Regions from separate parts of the Sus scrofa genome. Here all the other regions are linked to region 1. A link is a contact called in public HiChIP or PLAC-seq and promoter capture Hi-C data. All regions are on one chromosome and are shown on one strand. The core of a region is the stretch at or near the end of the contact, and the rest is flanking DNA. Distances in the headings are between cores, read along the strand shown. Region 1 holds the start of AHCYL1 (adenosylhomocysteinase like 1). Region 2 has its middle 18 kb from the start of GNAI3. Region 3 holds the start of GNAI3 (G protein subunit alpha i3). Region 4 holds the start of AMPD2 (AMP deaminase 2). Region 5 holds the start of LOC106510200 (glutathione S-transferase Mu 1).

What was found. Promoter capture Hi-C pulls out the DNA fragments that hold promoters and counts their contacts. HiChIP or PLAC-seq counts read pairs in DNA pulled down with a chosen protein or histone mark.
Region 2: a promoter capture Hi-C map of fetal skeletal muscle shows a contact between it and region 1, with 5 times the contacts expected there. The contact joins the enhancer-like site here to the promoter of AHCYL1 in region 1. A contact is called at or near these places in 3 of 5 promoter capture datasets (fetal liver, fetal skeletal muscle and liver) and 5 of 47 Hi-C or Micro-C datasets (embryonic fibroblasts, fetal heart ventricle, retroperitoneal adipose tissue and 2 more).
Region 3: a contact with region 1 is called in an H3K27ac HiChIP or PLAC-seq map of alveolar macrophages. The contact joins the promoter of GNAI3 here to the promoter of AHCYL1 in region 1. A contact is called at or near these places in 1 of 5 promoter capture datasets (liver), 8 of 47 Hi-C or Micro-C datasets (alveolar macrophages, embryonic fibroblasts, fetal heart ventricle and 5 more) and 2 of 2 datasets of contacts at active chromatin or transcription factors (alveolar macrophages and skeletal muscle).
Region 4: a contact with region 1 is called in a promoter capture Hi-C map of liver, with 5 times the contacts expected there. The contact joins the promoter of AMPD2 here to the promoter of AHCYL1 in region 1. A contact is called at or near these places in 3 of 5 promoter capture datasets (fetal liver, fetal skeletal muscle and liver) and 2 of 2 datasets of contacts at active chromatin or transcription factors (alveolar macrophages and skeletal muscle).
Region 5: a contact with region 1 is called in an H3K27ac HiChIP or PLAC-seq map of skeletal muscle. The contact joins the promoter of LOC106510200 here to the promoter of AHCYL1 in region 1. A contact is called at or near these places in 2 of 5 promoter capture datasets (fetal skeletal muscle and liver), 1 of 47 Hi-C or Micro-C datasets (embryonic fibroblasts) and 1 of 2 datasets of contacts at active chromatin or transcription factors (skeletal muscle).

The regions. Positions count from the first base shown.
Region 1 is chr4:110,131,572-110,134,077 of Sscrofa11.1, forward strand. AHCYL1 (adenosylhomocysteinase like 1) reads right to left here and starts at 1,255. Exons shown (of 17, transcript NM_001201381.1): 1 at 858-1,255. The coding sequence starts at 977.
Region 2 is chr4:110,595,474-110,597,979 of Sscrofa11.1, forward strand. No RefSeq gene overlaps it. Among named protein-coding and RNA genes, the nearest start is that of GNAI3, 18 kb to the left of the region's middle. Within about 2 kb of position 1,253, at least 27 of the 83 cell types and tissues checked have an H3K27ac peak or open chromatin away from gene starts, as enhancers often do. A contact at or near this core is called in fetal skeletal muscle and skeletal muscle, where this site is marked.
Region 3 is chr4:110,577,658-110,580,163 of Sscrofa11.1, forward strand. It overlaps GNAI3 (G protein subunit alpha i3), which reads right to left and starts at 1,255. Exons shown (of 8, transcript NM_001123117.1): 1 at 1,138-1,255. The coding sequence starts at 1,255.
Region 4 is chr4:110,503,870-110,506,375 of Sscrofa11.1, forward strand. It overlaps AMPD2 (AMP deaminase 2), which reads right to left and starts at 1,254. Exons shown (of 18, transcript XM_021090067.1): 1 at 783-1,254. The coding sequence starts at 792.
Region 5 is chr4:110,412,230-110,414,735 of Sscrofa11.1, forward strand. LOC106510200 (glutathione S-transferase Mu 1) reads right to left here and starts at 1,254. Exons shown (of 8, transcript XM_021090061.1): 1 at 1,095-1,254; 2 at 751-826; 3 at 267-331. The coding sequence starts at 1,130.

The DNA.
Region 1 (2,506 bases), core at 5-2,504:
CCAAAGGTTGCCATTTAATCTTCCACGAAAAGAGAATGCGAAAGACGTCCTTAGAGCTCAACCCACAGCACAAGAGACTAAACTTGTTCTGCCTCCTAAGTGCAGTTAAGAATGAGCAATCGTTCCTTACCTCCCACCCCTCCAACCCACCCAGGCTCCTTTCTTTAGGGATGTCTCAGTGATCTATGGGCATGACTCTACGATCAACCTGTATCCATGACAGTGTCTATCACCAACCTCCAAATGTTAATTTCTTACATACGTCGAAGCAACTCGATGACCACAGAAGATGAAAATCAAAGTTTTCTTTTCAATTTCAATTTGCCCTCACAGTTTTCACCTGCATACAAGAGCTAGCTCCACGCATTTTTTCATCTTGCCTCCAAGATCACACGTAGTTGTTGGATAAACCGACCACAGCTCCCAAAGATGTGCCCAAAGAAACACTATCAGATTTACCCACTCACTTGACGGGAGATTTCCCGTACACTCTCATCCCCTGGGGCTGGTCACCGGGGTCAACTGAATTGGTTCACCCCCTCCCAGTCCCGTCTCCGAGGCCCTTCAGCCAAGAAAAGTCAGCCGCAAATTTAAGGCCCGGCCCTGCCGGGTTTCGAAAAGATCCCGAAGGATTAGGGCCGAGGGACAAAGGAAAGTGAGGTCAGGGGCGGCCTTTCCAGCTGGGGATAGGCCTGGGGCCGCTCACCCGCCACCCCTTACACGACCTCCGCCGTCCCGGGTCCCTCAAACCTCGCCCCTGAAGTCCCGAACTTGCTGGAGCCCGGACTCGGGGCTCGCTCGCGCCCCTTCCGCGAGGCCCCCGCCCGTACCCCCGCCGCCACCCAGAGCCCCCGCACCTTCTTGGGCGCCTTGGTGACGGTGGCCATGAAGGAGTACTTCTCGGCGTCCTCGATCTCCTTGGCCTGCTTCAGCTCCTCCCCGACACCGGGCAGCGGCATCGCGTCAGGCATCGACATCCCCCGGCCGGCCCGGCCCGCGGCTGCCCCACCACCCCCGCCTCTTTCCCTCACGGGCGCCCGCCCGCCCGCCCGCGCGGCGCCCTCGGACACGCGCTCGCCCACCCTCCCGCCGGGCCCCGCGCCGAGCTGCGGCCGGTGCCGAGGTGCTGGAGCCGGCGCCTCGTCGGCTCGGCGGTCCAAGGCAGCGGGACTGCTACGGCGGCCACAGGAGCGCCAGAATCAGCAACCCGGAGCTCCGACCAGCCCGCGCCGCCACCTCCGCCGCACGCAAATACGCACGCAAAGTAAGGGTAGAGGGCGGTGACGCCACGTCGGGTACTGGCAGCTCCAGGCGGGCGGGGGAGAGGCGTGGAGAAACGGCGCTCTGTCATGACGTCACCACTTTGGACTGGGCCGCCAGAAGCCAGCCCTTTCCTCCTAGCTCGCGGGTGATGAAGCTTCTGCGGGGAGCTGGACCCTTCGCGTCGCCAGGTGGCGCCATCCGCCCTGTGAGTGGCGCGTGGTTCCTGCAAGGATGCCGAGGAACAGGCGGCGGGGTGTGTGAGGCGGGGTCTTTGGAGGGCGCGGGATCCCAGGCAAGGCCTCAGAAGGGTGAGGGATGCTTGGGAGCAAGGACCAGAGCCTTGCAGTACACAGCCTAGAGCCAGTCCTAGGAAACTTCTGGGGCCCGAGCTGTAGCCCACTCACTCACTGCTCCCACCCAGGCCCTTTGAACCACAAGCCCCTTTTCAAGGGGCTGCTACTTTGAGACTTTAAGGGTGGCCAGAAGGGTCCCCAGAGCAGTGTGGTGTCTTCACCGCCCTTTGTGACCTCGCCTGCCCCGGTCTCTCCTGGGCCTTGCTTGTTTACAAGACCTTGTCGACTTAAAAAAAATGCTCAGCCTGAAAGTTGAGAGTTAAGTTTTATTTGGGGCAAAATTCAGACGTAAGCCCCGGGGACAGCATCTCAGGTAGCCCTGAGAAACCGCTCTAAGGAGGTGAGGGGGGAGCTAGGTGAGATATATAGGCGTTTTTGCTACAAAGAGCAGATTGCAGGAACAAAAGTAGTCTGGGCTCACTGAAATCATGCCCTTGATATGCACCTCAGCTTTAGGGGCCCAGTATCCTGAGTTTTCATAGCCCTTGGGGGCTCACCAGCTCACCCTTGGAGGTGACTACTAGAGGTGGCTGCATTCTTCACAGGTCACTGTGACATCTCTTCTTCTGTCCACTGAAGTACAGCCTGGTGGGGCGTGGGGTGGGTGGTATTTCAGAAGGGGAAAGGGAGAATAGCAGGATATATGCAATTAAGGTGAAGGGGGAGGTGCATACGGCCATGCACACACATTTACACAAGTTTCTTGCTGGCCTCTTGAAGGTCACTACTAGTCCCAAGGAGCAGACACCACCCTGAAGGATTTTAGAGTTTTTCCAGATACGAGGAGGTGCAAGAATTAGGCACATAAAATCTTCTCCTAAAAATAATGTATCTGAAGACCTGTTCTTCCAGTTTTCCCAGAGTGCCTCACTCCTGATCTCCACCCTGAG
Region 2 (2,506 bases), core at 3-2,502, 460 kb after region 1:
ACACAAAAGTGAAACAAATACAAACATTGCCCTCTTTGTGCTAACAATCTAAAATGGAGACAAAGCAGGTTATAAGCCTCAAAGAAGAGTCAAAAGGCCTTGGAGATTCAAAGGAAAAAGTGAACCCACTTCCTTGGGAAATCTGGGAAGGCTTCATGAAGGAAGTGGCATGGGTCTTAAAGGAGGGGTAGGATTTACACTGTAGCTGAAAGAGGCGGGAAGGAGAAGAGTTCAGGTGAAGGAGCTGATGTAGCCAAAACCCGGAGACAGGCAGGTTTATGGAGGATCAGGGCACAGCGAGTTGTCCAGTCAGACTGAAAAATAATCTGTGTGTAGGGAAGCAGTGAGACCAGAGAAGGAGATTGGCTGGACCGTGAGGGCCTGATCAGCCAGGCTGAAAAGTTAGCAGAGATCAGCATTTTGAGCAGGGACATGCAGGTTCACAGGTGTGCCCATCTCCAGTCTTTTAGTGAGTCAGTTAAGTATTTTTTGAACCCACAAGTTCCAGGGTGAATTCAAGGCTTGAATTTTCCTGAGAAACCCAGGCCTAAAGAGAGGAGAAAAAACACGTAGGCCATCCAAGAGATAGGGCCTGTGAATACACGACAGACTGAACACAGAGGAAAGGGACCTCAGAGATGAAGCGATGTACGGACCAGATGGTGCTCATGCGTCCGGGGCGACGCGTGACCTGCACGTCCCTTCTGTAGGGGAGGCAAAGGGTAGAGTGGAAACGAGTGCCGGGAAATCGCCCTTTCAGACTCATGGTGTCGTAAGAAGCTGCCCAGCCTGATCGGTAGCGACAGGACACCCTGGACCACCCAGCTGCTCATTCCAGCACTGCCCCCCTCACCACCGGTTCCTGGGCTCTGACCTAAGAACAACGAGCTCGCCAGGTCCGGTTTCCCTATTTGGGGTCCACAGAGCACTCCCAGCAGTTCCTGGTCCCTGACTCAAGGGGGCGCCCCTGCTCTACATCTCTGGGTTAGTTCCCACTAAGCGCTGTTAACTCAGCCCTGCCAGCTCAACTGAGCCCTAGGGGAACCTGACCCTTCCTTCTCCAGGCCAGGCACAGCTGGACACAAGGATACGTGCCCTATGGCCTTTTACCCAAACATTTTTTTTCAAAGTCCTCTCCCTGCATTTCAGACTCACTTAAAAACAGAACACCCCAATTCAGCTCTCATACCCATATGTCCCAGGAAGGGCCAGGCTCCCAGACCCAGGGCCCCTTAGGGGTGGAGAGATGGCTTATGAGTGGCGCGGGGGCGGAGGCGGGGCTGGGGGGAGGAGAAGAGGCACAAGATATGATCAGCCCCTTGTCCGCCTAACTGAGGGTCCTATTGGAGAATGATGTGTGAAAGCTTGGCCTCTCTGATGGCCTAGCCTGGAAGGGTAGCCCTGGATGCTCTAAATCAGCCCTGAGAGCAGGGGACCCTTGATGGTGAGGACCCGGGGGGAAGGGAACACCGCAACTGCTCCACTGCAGCGCTTCTAGGCCGCCCTGACAGCCAGAAGCCACAAGGGGGCAGTGTTGGCCACGGAGCTGCAACGAGTCAACTGCAGTTTCCAGGTAGAGGTTTCTCACTTCCAAACCCCAAGCCCGTTTACGCTCCTGGAGGACTTGGGGCCTAGGGGCCCTGATTTTTCTCCTTTTTGACCTCCCACAGTCTCAGCTTGGAGGACCAAGGCTCCCAAGAGAAAACCCCTCATATTCCTAGGAGGTGGTGAGGACGAGACCATCAGGCTGGCATCCTAGGAGCACTGCACTCAGAGTCCAGAGGCTGCATCTGCGTGAGTGAGCAGTGCATTTGGGGCCTCTCTCCACCCCTCTCCTCGCCTCAGCTCCAAATGCGAGTTGGACGAGGTGTGTAGACGCTAAGGTCCTCTGCAGCTCTAGCTTTTGAGTCTGAGTCATAGCTGCTGTCCTCAAGTGGCTTCTCTCTCCAGGGCCCTGACAGCTTGGGAGATTCAGGGCCTAGGAGCAGGGGGTGGGTGCAGGAAATAGCAGTGGGTCCTTCTGCTCCCTGCAAACCAGCTCGTTCCCCTGGGAATCACAGAACGAGATTCAGTCCCAGCCCTGGGAAGAGGCCCAGGAAGGAATGACCAGGGTCAGCTGGGTCCTGGAACGACCCTGCTAAGTGGCTCCTTCTGACTGGTCTGTGTGCCACTGTGTGGATGGTAGGAGAGCTGCAGGCTGGCTGAATGATGTCCCCACCCAGGCCCAAGCAACCCAAAAAGCCCGGGGCCAGATCGGACAGCCGCAAAGTGGAGGCTGCAGAAAGCCTAGACCGCTCCCCTCTGGCCTTTTCACTCCAGACCCCCAACAGTCACCTTCTCTCATTCTCCCCACCTAGCTCTGACGTCTCCTTCCGCCCCATACCCTCACCCCCAGAAAGCAGAGCCCGCAGCCTCAATTCTCGGGGAGGGTACCCCCCCCCACCTTCCCATCTCTGGACTCCCCGCTCCGCCCCCATCCCTTCAGACCAGTTCTGTTCGCTGTGCC
Region 3 (2,506 bases), core at 5-2,504, 450 kb after region 1:
GCGGCATATGGAGGTTCCCAGGCTAGGGGTCCAATCCAAGCTGTTGCTACTGGCCTACGGCCAGAGCCACAGCAACACCAGATCCTTAACCCACTGAGCAAGGCCAGGGATCGAACCCACAACCTTATGGTTCCTAGTCGGATTCCTTTCCACTGCGCTATGGCGGGAACTTCTGAAGCCAATTATTTTTAGTTTGAAAAAAACAAAAAAAGTACAGGTCTGTCGCTGTCACACTTTTAACAGTAAGTATGTCCAATTCCACAATTTATTTTTAGATAACTGCATTCCCACTGCCCATCATTCTTAGTAACTATTCAGAAACTTCCACTGTGTAATCTATTGACACCATTACATCTTATGCCACAAACCTCAAACAAACCAGGACATAAATTTCCTCAGCTCACACCACCTCCCCCTTATGAAAACAAGGCAAGGAGTTATAAAACCTTAAGAGAATAAATATCACAGAAAAAGGTGGATAAGTACACACAGCCTCTGCACCCGAATTCTTTTCCTTTATACCCTAGAACCTGTCATTTACCTCAACTACACATCTTCGTGTTCCTGGATAACCCGGGGTTCCTTCGCCTTCCAGACAGTTCAAAATGCCCACTCTAATAAATGGCAAGGTCCTCCGGAACCGCTGTCTCGGCCCCTCTATTTCTATTAACCACTCAAGCCTCCCAGCTCTATCCTGTCACAAAGTATCACCATGCTGCATGCACACTCGCAAGCCATTATACAAGCCCAACACCCTCTCCCACCCTCCTTGCTACCAACTCATTCCAACCCCTCACTTGCAAAACCTTCCCTAATCTGAGCTCTTCCCATATTCCTAATAAAGTCTCAATGTCCTACTGGACCATATTCCCAAGCTCTCTCCGCTAAACGCAATTACAGCATGGAGTCGCACCCTCTCGCCTAATTTCAAACACCTCAAAACCCCACCTCTCATCAAGCCCGCCCGAGGCCTCAGCCACCAGCCCCACACCCCGCCTTGAGCCCGTCACTGCCTCCAGACCCTTCGGGGTCCTTTCCGAGGGCCCGGTCTGACCCCGGCTCAGGGCTCCCGGCTCAGGGCTCCCGAGTGCCTGGGCCCTCCCGAAACCTCCGCCAGCCCCGCCCCCAGCTCCTCACCAAGTAGCAGCAGCTTCACTTCTTTCGCCGCTTTCTCCCCATCCTCCCGCAAGTTGCGGTCGATCATCTTGCTCCGTTCCACCGCCGCCTTGTCTTCGGCGCTCAACGTGCAGCCCATGGCGGCGGCGGGAGTGGGGACCGGGCCGGGGCTCACTTAACACACCGCGGAGACTGCGGCTCGGCCGGCTGAGACAGCGTCTACTGCTGGGCGGCGGCCCTCTCCGTCAGCCCCCGGAGCGCCCGAAGGAACCGGATATCCGGAGTTTCACGACACTTCCGGCGACGCCCCGCGCCGTTGCTGCGCGGACCTTTCTGGCTGGGGTAGGGGAGGCACAACCGAAAGCGGAAGTACAGAGAGAGGGTTGGGAGGGCGGTCGGCGATTCTGGTGAAGTGGGGAGGCTCTCTCGAGCTCCCCCGGGCTCCGCTCGACCTTAGTCCCCTTTCACCTTTTTTTTCGGCTGCCTTGTTTGGATAAATGCAGAAAAGCCAGGGACTGGTTGCTCCAGCTCAAGGCATCCTCCCGAGGTCACATAGCCAGCTTCAGATTGGCTTGGGGGGGTGGGACTTCCCAAATAATTGCCCACAGCCCGCACGGGAATTTCTGCTGGGAATTTCTCACTGGCCAGAAAGCCCATCTGAACTCTGGCTGTGACGATCTGGGGCCCCTGCCCAAGTGTAGAACACTTTCTCTGCCAGGGTTGTCTCAGCCAGATCGCTAGGGTGAGAATTATGTCTGGACCCTGGCCACGCTCCACATCTGAAATAAGTAAGATCGGCCATGGTTGGGACTTCATGGATCCCTTTCTGCCCTCTGGCCCACCGCCTCCTTCTCTTAGCTGTACCCTGTGGGCTTGAGAGTTGCCCAGCTACTATGTTGGCAAAGGGCCACGTGAAATCGCTAACAGATCTTAAATTACCTGAAAGATAAAGAGTGTAGTTGCTCCAGAAAATTCCCGCGTTACCTTTCCCCAAGGCAAGCCAGTGTTAGCGCTCACAGATCGTCCTGCATTAGGGGTTAGGACGTCTACCAAGATTAGTCAATCAAAGTCCCACACCCAAAACCAGTACATCCTATAAATCTCCTAAAACTTCCTGTTGTGGTAACACAAGAAAAGCGAAGTTCTAGTAAAATTTGTCTCTCGGCTATAGCATCACCTGAAAGTTGATAAATCCCCTGTGAAAGCCCCAGACTTTTTATCCATAATCCTGGATACTACAGTGAAAGTGTCCCTTAATTACCTTCATTTCCAAATAGCCTGCAAATTCTCTCACCGTATAGTCTAGGGAGAGGAATTCTTGTAGCCTCCAAGTCTTTCCCTGAAATTAAAAACTATTTCCTTAATAGAATCTAAACCTTAGAATATTAGG
Region 4 (2,506 bases), core at 4-2,503, 370 kb after region 1:
GCCCCCAGCGGGAGTGACTGATGCAGGAAGCAGAGGCCCCGCCAGCGGAAGAGGCCCTGGCCACGATTTCTGATGTTGTCTAGGCAACCTCGGGGGCGGGGGGGCCTCCATCCCCTCCTCTCCTCAGTCCCCAGAGTGACAGAGTGACGTGACTGAGGATAGCTGGGCCTGCGGAGTGGAGGTGAGGCAACGAGATGGGGCAGGGCCAGCCCTAGCACTCCACCAACCCCATCCGAGCCCTTGTCCCTTGCCAGGGCTCTGGAGCAAAAGAGTCAAAGTCCAGGCTAACTGGTCCAGCCAGCCTGGGAGAAAAAAATAATGATAAAGAGGGGTCCCCAAGCTCAGAACACTTTCTGAGCAGGCGGACTCTATGAAGACCCAGCCCCTCTGGGAGCAGAGTCCTCTCATATCCTCTGACACACACACACACACACACCCCACCCGGCCAAAGGGCCAGCCCACCTCTGGGAGGATGAGGTCGAACTGAGAATCCCAGCCCAGCAGGGAGGAGCCTGTCTTAGGAAAATTCCACTGTCCAGCAGAAGCTACCCTGTAGGAAGGCAGGAAGGCTGCGAAGCAAGGGCTTCTGGGGGTCTGGTAAAGAGACCCCAGCCGCTTCTGACTTTCCCTTCTGTCTTTCCACGCTCAGGCTCTGCTGTCCAGGCCCTCCCCCAGGAGAAGCTGGCTGCCTCCCCTAGGTCTGCAGGTTGTGCCCACCCTCTTGTCACTCTGACCACTGCTCTTCTCTGTCCCAGAGACCCTGCCCCCCACACCCCACTCACCTGAGGCCATGCTGCTCGAGCCCTGTGCGGTACCGGGGAGTCTGCTCGCCAGGGTCTACACCGCCGGGAAGCCAGGTGGCGAGGAAAGGGAAGAGGGCTGGGGTCCAGACCCCGCCAAGTCGCTCTAAGGACCCCTGCCCTGGCACTAAGATGGAAGGAGTAAAGCAGTCCTTCAAAATTGCCGGCAGGTGGGAGGCAGATCCCTGCCGACCTGGGCCGCGGCACCGGCCTTAGAGACCCCGGAGTCCCACCCCCGGGCCCCGCACTCGAGAGGCAGGCAGGCCACGTGCTCCCCAGAGAGCGGGACCCGGAACTCGTCTGGGTTTCTCTCCACACTTTCTGGGTATGCGGGGTCGGACTCCGGTAGCTGCACTGTGGGGGAGTCACGCAACAAGTGTGACCCCACCGAAACCTCGCCAGCGCCGGCGCGCGTCTCTGCGGCCCCGCCGGGTCCGTGGCCCCGCCCCTTTCCGACCCGCCCCCGCCAGCCGGCCCCGCCCCCGCCCTTTTTCCTCTTCCCGGAGCCACGTGGGCAGCAGCCACTCGGCATCGGCCCGGCAGCGTCTTGGGCAAGTTCTGTGCGTCAGCTTCCTCACCCGTAAAATCAGATGGGGTAATCGCGGTGCCTCATTCAAAAGGGTTATTGTGAGGATTAAACGTTAAAACACCTTTGCACGGTGCCTGGCACAAAGCCAGAGCCCAATAAAAGATAGCTCTTATTATTGTTCTGGGATTCTCTTTTAGCAGAGGCCCTAGCCGGCGTTCTTAATCTAGGTCGTCGGTTTTCTTACACAGGCAGGCGGAGCTAGGCAGGGGGGGCCCTGCAATTCTGGCTCCCTTTCCCACATTTATTTCTATATTTATTGGTTGAGAGCGTAGGTTCTGTAGCCAGAATGCCTGGGTTCAATTCCAGACTCCTTCCTGACTGCCGCTGGGATGTTATTAACTTCTCTGTGCTTTCATTTTCTCTGTAAGAAGAGTGTGAGAGACCCTGCTTTAGATGGTTGTTTTTAGGATAAATGAATAGAAGTGAAGTGCTTAGAACAGTGCTTGGCTTGTAATTACCACTAAGTTAATGATAGTTATCATGGATCTGTCCTTGGCCTTGGTCCCCTGTTGCCACTCTCACGGTTCATTCACCTTGCAGCCGGTAAAGAACTGCAGATACCTCGCCCAACCAGCACCCCTACTCACAAGTGGCAGAGGATCCTACCTAAAGGAAAGCTGGGGGCCAGTGGGGCGGCGGCTGCAGCGGGGAGAAGGCCTGATAAGGTCTCTGGACATAATTAAGCATATTAGCAGCAATTTCTCTTTTCCTGATCTCTTTGCCTCGTGGGAGCCCTTTGACCCCACACGCCCACTTGTACTAATGCTGTTTGCCCAGCTCCTCCCAGTTCTCACCACCTCCACAGCCAAATTCCCTCCCAAACTCTGCCTCCCCCACTCCTCTCCAGGCTGGATTGTGAACCCTGAACCCTGTTCTCTCCCTACATATGGTTCTGCCTCCATTGATCCCTACCTCCTGCTCCTCACCCAGAACAAACCGGAAAAGCCATGGCCTCCATAAGCAAAGGGACGGAGGGAGTTCACCCCACAAAGAAGCAATAAAACCAAAAATAGAACAAGAAGATACCATGTTTACCCATCAAATTAGCAAAGATTAAAGGAAAAAAAACGTTGCCAAGAGGGAGGAGGGAGTGGGATGGACTGGGAGTCTGGGGTTA
Region 5 (2,506 bases), core at 4-2,503, 280 kb after region 1:
CCAACTGCCTCCCCTGCACCCTCCCTTCAGCAAGGGCACAGGTGACACCTGGCACTCACACAGCCTGGCCCATGGGAGCCACTCCACTATCTACCGAAACACGAAGGGAGGAGCTGGGACCAGAGCATCATGGAAAGACGGCGAAGAGCACCAGGAGCTGAGACCGTGAGCACAAGGCACCAGACCCTGAGACCGCTAAGCTGGCAAAGGAGCTGGAGAGAGACACCGTCCACTCTCCCCCACGGCAACCCAGCCCCCACACCTACATTGGGGAAGTCCAGGCCCAGCTTGAATTTGTCACTCAGCCACTGGCTTCTGTCATAGTCGGGAGCTGTGGGAAAGGAGATGCAGTGAAACAACCCTCCCCACACACCAGCCCTCCCTCATGGGGACCTGCCACGGGGTCAGAGGCAAGACCTCCTGGAACAGGTGGATCTGGCATCTGAACCACTAAGACTCCCATGGCAGCTCTGGGGGAAAATGCACTTAGGAGGATTTGGAAGCTACACGAGTAAGGCTTACTAAGCACCTGGGCAACCTCTTAGGGGAACCCATGCCCAGGGCTGGTACAGGCACCCAGCCATGGACTCTCACGTCCTGCCTTGGTGGCCAGCTGCACCCCCAAAGGGTTTGGGAAAGGGCAGACCCCTGTGGAAGCTGGTGGAGCCTGACAGAGGCGGGCCACAGGGGTCAGGACATGGCATGCCTGGCCCAAATCAGCACGACCTGAACAGAACAGGATGCCATTACCGTCCCCCATCGTGTACTTCTTCTCCTCGTAGCTGGAGTCTGTGTACTCCAGGAGCAGGCGGATGGCGTGGGCCAGCTGGGAGAGATTGTCATGACAGAGGTCAGAGGCGAGCTCCCACTGCAAACCTTTCTCAGTTCCAGGTCACCTCCCCGACACCCCAGCCGCCCTCCCCACCCACCCACAGCTACCCCTAAGCAGCTCAGGCTGAGGGAAGGGGCTCCCCTGCAGCAGGACCCACAGAAGCTCCTGGTAGAACAGGCTCCCAGCTGCGCAGCATTTCCCCAGCCGCGCATTTCCCACCTGCCAGCTTCCTCCCCATCCGCCCCAGTGGTCCCTCCCTCACCCCGCGGATGTCCCAGTAACCGAGGATCATCGTCATGTTGCTGCTGTCTGAGCTCCGAAGGGAGAGGCTGCAGGGAAGCTGCCCTGGAAATTTCTCCCCTGACCCGCTCGCTGGTGAAAGGAGACAGGAAACTCCCGCCCCCTCCTCGGCCCCGCCCCTCGTCGGCCCCGCCCCCAGGGCCTCCCTCCGCGCTGCCCCAGGGAAGCCTCCCAGGAGCACCCGCCCCTCCCAGCAGCTGCAACTTCAGGGGCAAGTTCGGGCACCTGGAGGAAACCAGGCACCTGGCTCAAGCTCGCCTGCTTCCCACCCCTGATGGACCTCTGAAGTCCGGGACACTGGCAGTGACCCCGGAAAACCGGCTTGAATCCTGACACCACCAAGGCTCCCCACCTCCCCTCCACTCGCTGGCCAAGCTCCGTTTTAACCCTGGGTTGCAGAGTTCCCACGGGCTCTGGGAGGCTCTGACTGCCGAGTGAAAACCAAGAGTGGTGCCCCTCAAGCCACCGCCTACGCCAGAGCCACAGCAACGTGGAATCCGAGCCGCATCTGCGATCCACACCACAGCTCACAGCAAAGCCGGATCCTTAACCCACTGAGCAAGGCCAGGGATCAAACCCACAACCTCATGGTTCCTAGTCGGATTTTTTCCACTGCACCACGAGGGAACTCCCCAGCTTGTTAATTTCTTTAGCCATAAATATCGTCTGTGTAAGCTAAGGATATCCAGGATAGAGAAAACATTTTTAACCTGAAATAATAAAAATAACCATTGACAAGAGACTGCCAAGTTGTATATTGGACAACATTTTTCCACCGGCCTGTAATATTTTTGATAAAAACTATAGACAAACTAAGACTGCAAGACATTAGAAAGGAACTAAGTTCAAAAGGAAAAATATGGAAAAGAAGAAACACCAGTAATTAGAAAAATTTCCCATTCCAACAAATTGTTTACTCTTTAATTGCAGTCTTTGTATGGATTACCTCCTGTTTTAAGGACTGCATTAATTTGTTCTTCTTGTTTTCTTTATGTTTTTTGCTTTTTTGCTTTTTGTTTTTTAGGGCTGCACCTGCAGCATATGGAGGTTCCCAGGCTAGGGGCCGAATCAGAGCTGCAGCTGCCGGTGTGCACCACAGCCAACTAACACCAGATCCAAGCCGAGTCTATGACCTACACCACGGCTCACAGCAACGCCAGATCCTTAACCTACTGAGCAAGGCCAGGGATCAAACCTGTGTCCTCATGGATACTAGTTGGGGCCTTAACCCACTGACACAAAGGGAGTGTGTATTTTTTTTAAGTAATCATCTTTTACCACTGAAATCTAAGATTTAAGCTTGAATAAAGCTATGCCCTTTCAATTCGAGTTCCTAAATCAGGAGTCGGGAAACTAAGCCCCCTGTTTTTGAAG